Linked DNA regions of Oryctolagus cuniculus: region 1 is linked to region 2. A link is a contact called in public Hi-C data. All regions are on one chromosome and are shown on one strand. Each heading gives the region's core, a stretch centred on a gene start, on an enhancer-like site or on the middle of the called end of the contact. The rest is flanking DNA. Distances are from core to core; before and after follow the strand shown. Region 1 holds the start of CIMIP2B (ciliary microtubule inner protein 2B). Region 2 overlaps LOC100345551 (phospholipid-transporting ATPase FetA).

Region 1 (2,700 bases), core at 77-2,576, 78 kb after region 2:
TTAATAGAAGAAAAGTAGAGTCAACAGTTCCTCCGCCCAAAGTCCCCAGGGCTGTAGAGGTGGCAGTCCAGCCCCAGCCCGCCCCCACAGCCACACCCTCCAGGGCCACCCCTGGGTTTGGACACAAGGATGAGGCTCCCCGTCCAGCCCAGTCCCGCTTTCCCCACCAGCCTTCTTGGTCTTACTTGTTCCACTTCCTGCTCCGGCTCTGGTTCCTTCCTTGCCTCCTGCTCCAGTGTTGGCTCCTGCTCTTTCTCCGTACCTTTTGCGCCCCTGGCCCCCTGTGGCAGCTCTGGGCCCCCTTGCCCCCCGTTCCACCGAGTGAAATCATTCAGAGCCTCGGCCCAGACCCGGCTGCAATTCTTGGCAAAGATGAACTGCGCCTGGGGTACAAAACCTGGGCGGGCAGGGGCCAGAAAGGTCTGTTAGTATTGACGACATGTTTCGGGGTGGGGGGCACCTGGCCATACCTGTGCACAAACCTGTGTACCCCGGGACCATGCTGGAGCTGAGCCGTCCGTGCCCACGCCTAGGCGGCAGGCTTCCCGTGGGAACCTCAGGAGATCTTGGAGGCCGAATGGGAGGCAGAAGCGAGCGATGGGCAGGGGGCCAGGCTAGACCAGGAGGGCCTTGCAGCAGCTGACCAGTCACCTGCCCATAGGTCTGGCCCATGCTGAACCGAAGCAGCGGGCAGTGTCCGGTGTACCTGCAGCACACAGCCCCACCTGTCGCCGCTGCAGGTCCCCTGCAGAGGAAGCTGCACTCTTAAAGCCCTGATCTGGAATCCACTGTGTGCGAGTGTACTTTTAGAAGTTCATGGAAAAATGAAAATGTAAGTTTATTTTGCTGCAAAAAAAAAAAAAAAAGCTGCCGTGCATTCTACACATTTTTCCTGAACTTGCTGAAGCCCCCTCGCAGCAACTGGAGCCGGCATTTCTGAGTTCTCTGCTTGGGCTTTTGATCCTCCCTTGCACTGTTCCCTTGTTCCCATGGAGAAGGTAACAGGAAGCTGGGAGGCAGACCCAGCCAGCACCCGGCCCTTGCTTTTCCTTCCCATCCAACGGCACAACTCCCCTGGCCTTGGGCCTCCCAAACCAACATATCTGCTGGGCCCCAGGGGCTAGGTGTGCAACCCCTGTGTCCCCGTGGAAGCAAGCGGGAGAGTGCGCTGGGTGGAGGTCTTACCCCGGGATGTAACGAGGATTCTGAGGGTGGAGCCCTGGTATGAAGGTGCTGGTGCCGGCCATAGCCTTGGGAACCCAGGCAGGTCCTTTTGCTGGCCTTGGGGAGGCTCTGGGCGATGTGTCCGGTGTCCAGGGCTGTGCGGCCAGAGGGGGGCGGGGGCGGGGCCGGGGCCGGGGAGGGGCGGGGGGAGGGGCCAAGGCGGCCCAGTGGAGAGCCCTTGGACTCGCAGGGTGTCCGCCCCAGGACCGGCGCCGTGGGCCCCAGGGCAGAGGGGAGCCGTGAGGAGTGCACGCTGCCCAGTCCAAGGCTGAGGCCCTGGGCGGGAGGCTCCCGCTCTGGGGCTGGTGGGTCTTTCAGCGCAGCCTCCTCTGAGCAGCCGCTGCGGGCATACGGACAGTGCGAGCCCTGGGAGTGTCCCTCACGGGTTGGGGGGGGGGGGGGACGGAGGCTGAGGGGAGAGGACAACGGGGACAGCAACATCAAGTTCACTCACAGCGAGAGGTGTGATACCTCCTGGCGCCGGCATCCTACATTTCGCGGCGCCTTCTGCCACGCACGGTGTGGGGAGCGGGAAAGCTGGGGTCCCCAGGCCTTCGGGCAAGTCTGGGGCCCCTGCCCTCATTTATAAAATGCACACGGATCGCTCTCCCTGTGCCTGTGGTGGGGCCCAAATTCATGTATGCAAATATGTGGTGTAACCATGAGGACCGTAGCCAGCATGGCGCCACAGGGAAGGCATTGGCAGTCACAGGTTGAGGCGCTGGTGGTCCTGAGTGGGTGACTTCTTGGGGCAGGCAACTTAACTTTTGAAACCTAGCTGACCAAGGTACCGTGAGGCAGGAGTTAGCTAGGGTGTGTGAAAGAACCTGCACCTGCACACGGCGACCAAGCCCTAACTCCCAGCCTTCTTGTCTGTCACTCCCAGTTTGTAGCACGTGGGCCACAGCAAGTGGTAATAAACCCAGCGGATAGGAGTGTTCTCGTGTGGAAGTTCGGACCCCAGGGTGAAGTTTTAGACAATGAAACTAGAGGGAGAGTGAGACTTTATTAAGAAAATAATTCATGGGGCCAGCACAGTGGCATGGCCAGGTAAAGCCACTGCCTGCAGTGCTGGCATCCATGTGGATGCTGGTTCGAGTCCCAGCTGCTTCACTTCCAATCCAGCTCTCTGCTGTGGCCTGGGAAAGCAGTGGAGGATGGCCCAAGTGCCTGGGCTCCTGCACCCGCATGGGACCTGGAGGAAGCTGGCTTTGGATTGGCACAACTCCAACTGGGGCATGAACCAGCAGATGGAAGACCTCGCTTTCTCTCTCTCTCTCTCTCTCTCTCTGCCTCTCCTCTCTCTGTGTAACTAAAGTAAATAAATAGAAAGAAAGAAAGAAAGAAAGAAAGAAAGAAAGAAAGAAAGAAAGAAAGAAAGAAAAGAATTCAGATTCTAAGAAAATGAACAGGCCAGAAAGACAGGATCTCGGAGAGCGGGAGGAACAGGATTAGAACTCAGCCCTGGTGAAGCCC
Region 2 (2,700 bases), core at 115-2,614:
GAGCAGTTTGCTGAGCTTCGCACCCTGGGAGTCTCAGGCCACACCAGTGCCAGCTCGCTGGCCAGAGACTGAGGTCCCGGCGCAGTTGTTGGGAAGCGGTGGATGCTGTGACTCCGCCTTCTCCTCACTCACTGCTATCTCTGTTTGAAGCTGTTAGGGGCCACAGCCATCGAGGACAAGCTGCAAGATGGAGTCCCTGAGACAGTCATGACCCTGAGCAAAGCCAAAATTAAAATATGGGTTTTAACTGGAGATAAGCAAGGTAAAGGGGAGCGCCTGGCCTGGCCTGGCCTCTTCCCTGCCCACGTTAGCCATCTCTTTTCTTCTTTCCTTTTTTTCAAAAGTGACTTTCCTGACAAACAACTTGGAACTCACTTCCAGTCCGTACAGGACGCCTCCCTTCCCAGGCTGGGATAATTTGCTGAGTACACACTTCATGTCAGATGCTGTATCAGGCACCGAGAACCTGGGGATGAATCTGTCTCCCACCAACTATAAGCTCCCGACCTTAGAGTTGTCTTTGTGCCCTCTCCATTGTCGCAAAGGGGCCCTTTCTCGCCAGATCCCACTGATGGACGTGAAAACCTCCCCACCCTACCGCCGCCTGAGTTCAGTTGTACATCTGCAAAAGCTTGAACTCTTCTCTGTTTCTTGCTCTTAATAATTGCAGCATAACCTATTTGCAATCATCATTTCTCTCTCCCTCAGACCCTGGGTTTTTAACTTAATCCCCTGCTCAGGACCTACAGTAGCTCTGCGTGGTAAAGACAAGACATCTCTATCGGGCCTTCAAGACCTTGAATGGCCAGTTCCTCCAGCATATCCCAGTCAGCGCAATTCTTACCTAGGGCCTCTATGTGGGCTGTTTACCCCTGGACACGCCTTTTCCTTCCCTTCAACAGGCCTTCCTCCAAGGAAGTTTCTGTGATAATCACAACCTCTCCCCTGAATTCTGATACCACTTGTAGTCAGAGATTCAGGACTTAATTTAATTTTTTCTCCAGTATGAATTTATTCTACATTCTGGATTTCTTAATGTCAAGGAAAGATACAACTGAAACATATCTCGATCCTCCAAAAAAATCTATAACAGACATGGGCACAGTGCTGTTCAAAGCAATACGTCCTGATTGCCTGGAGAACTGGAATCAGACCGGAATTACTTTAAGAAACAGGGGGAGGTTGTCTAGGGAAGGCTAGGCCAGAGTGACCCTAGTTGTTGGTTAGTAACTCGTAAGTCTGTTCCTGTGGGTGTTTGAATATGGCCACCACTGATTCTTGAAAAACATTCTGAGTGCCCCCATGGCAAATGTGGGCAAAGGAACTATGCCTGCCACTGTTAAAGACCCTCTCCCTGTACACTGTGAACACCCTGTCCCTGTACACTGTGAACACCCTGTCCCTATACACTGTGAACACCCTGTCCCTATACACTGTGAACACCCCATCCTTGTACACTGTGAACACCCTGTCCCTGTCTAGAAACACTCACCAAAATGAGACCTGTGCCCCTCCCCCCCCACTATAGAAACTGCGGTAAACATTGCCTACTCCTGTAATATATTCGAAGACGAAATGGACGAGGTGTTCACCGTGAAAGGCAAGGACAGTGAGACTGTTCGTCAAGAACTCAGGTACCAATAGAACGGCCACACTCGGCCCTCGGACCTAAGCTTTCCCAGCCATCTCTTCTCCCAGTGTCGCCCCTGCACCACCAGAAGGAATAGGGGAGAAATGGAGAAAGAGAAGACAGAAAGCTGAACTCTCGAGAGACTGTCACAAAGCACCGTTCGCTAAAGGAGTTGGAGTGTAGGTGGCGGAACAGTGTGGCATAGGGATGGCCAGGGACCTAAGACAGTGGCAGGTGCCAGGAAGCAGTGGAGTCTGAGGTCCCAGCTGGTGCTTTGCAAGAGGCCCTATACTCCCCACTGCCCTGCCCCCCGCCCCGGCCCGCTTTCTCCAGGGCTCCACTGTCCTCCCTAAGCTCTGACCACTACTCTTGGCTTGCAGGAAAGCAAGGAGCAAGATGAAACCCGATTCTCTCCTGGACTCAGACCCAGTGAACATTTTCCTCGCCAAGAAGCACAAAGCACTCTTCACAATGCCTGAAGAGGTGCCCAATGGCAGCTACGGTTTGGTCATCAATGGCTACAGTCTGGTGGGCAACACAGAGCTACGATTCTGTTTCCTCCTCCCAGGGGCCTCTCTTCCCCAGCCCAACCCACCCCAGCAGAATTTCAAGTCCCCTTTCTCAGCCTCTGAGCTGCGCTCTGGCCCTCCCTGGGTGCCCTTGCCTGAACGACACCTCTCCCGGGGAATCTAGGCAGGAGTCAGTGAAGAAAGGCCAGTGAACGCATAGTCTTTCCTGATCCAAATCCTTCGTACGCTGTGGGCGGTCACTTAGGGGAGGGGGAAAGCAAGCAGGGCCAGGTCCTCCAAGAAGCACCTTAGCCTGGCGGTGCTGTCAATTGACTTGTTGGCTGCTCTCCCCCTGGAGGCTGGGTCAGATGGGAGGATGTTTAGGACATACTCAGGGGCTTGGCGATCCTGGGGGGCGGGGCACCTTGGGAGCAGGTGTTCCTGCCCTGGGAGGGACAGGAAAGTATGGAGGATGGGGAAGGGCCTGAGAAGGTCCTGCCCTCACAGCCTCTGGGGGCAACCTGAAGAGTGGGTGTGTCCCGGTGCTGCAGGCCCACGCTC

The links. Hi-C and Micro-C count contacts between places; a contact is called where the count stands out from the background.
Region 1: a contact with region 2 is called in a Hi-C map of liver, with 4 times the contacts expected there. The contact joins the promoter of CIMIP2B here to the enhancer-like site in region 2. A contact is called at or near these places in 4 of 6 Hi-C or Micro-C datasets (ear pinna, liver, psoas muscle and 1 more).

The regions. Positions count from the first base shown.
Region 1 is chr1:198,523,227-198,525,926 of mOryCun1.1, forward strand. CIMIP2B (ciliary microtubule inner protein 2B) reads right to left here and starts at 1,327. Exons shown (of 7, transcript XM_017339759.3): 1 at 1,186-1,327; 2 at 483-706; 3 at 186-397. The coding sequence starts at 1,247. It overlaps RUSC2 (RUN and SH3 domain containing 2), which reads left to right. Exons shown (of 13, transcript XR_011380830.1): 12 at 662-832.
Region 2 is chr1:198,445,322-198,448,021 of mOryCun1.1, forward strand. It overlaps LOC100345551 (phospholipid-transporting ATPase FetA), which reads left to right. Exons shown (of 26, transcript XM_070053990.1): 17 at 151-262; 18 at 1,529-1,634; 19 at 2,011-2,158; 20 at 2,691-2,700. All of the region lies in intron 1 of LOC127490675, which reads right to left. Among named protein-coding and RNA genes, the nearest start is that of RUSC2, 15 kb to the right of the region's middle. Within about 2 kb of position 1,365, at least 2 of the 8 cell types and tissues checked have an H3K27ac peak or open chromatin away from gene starts, as enhancers often do.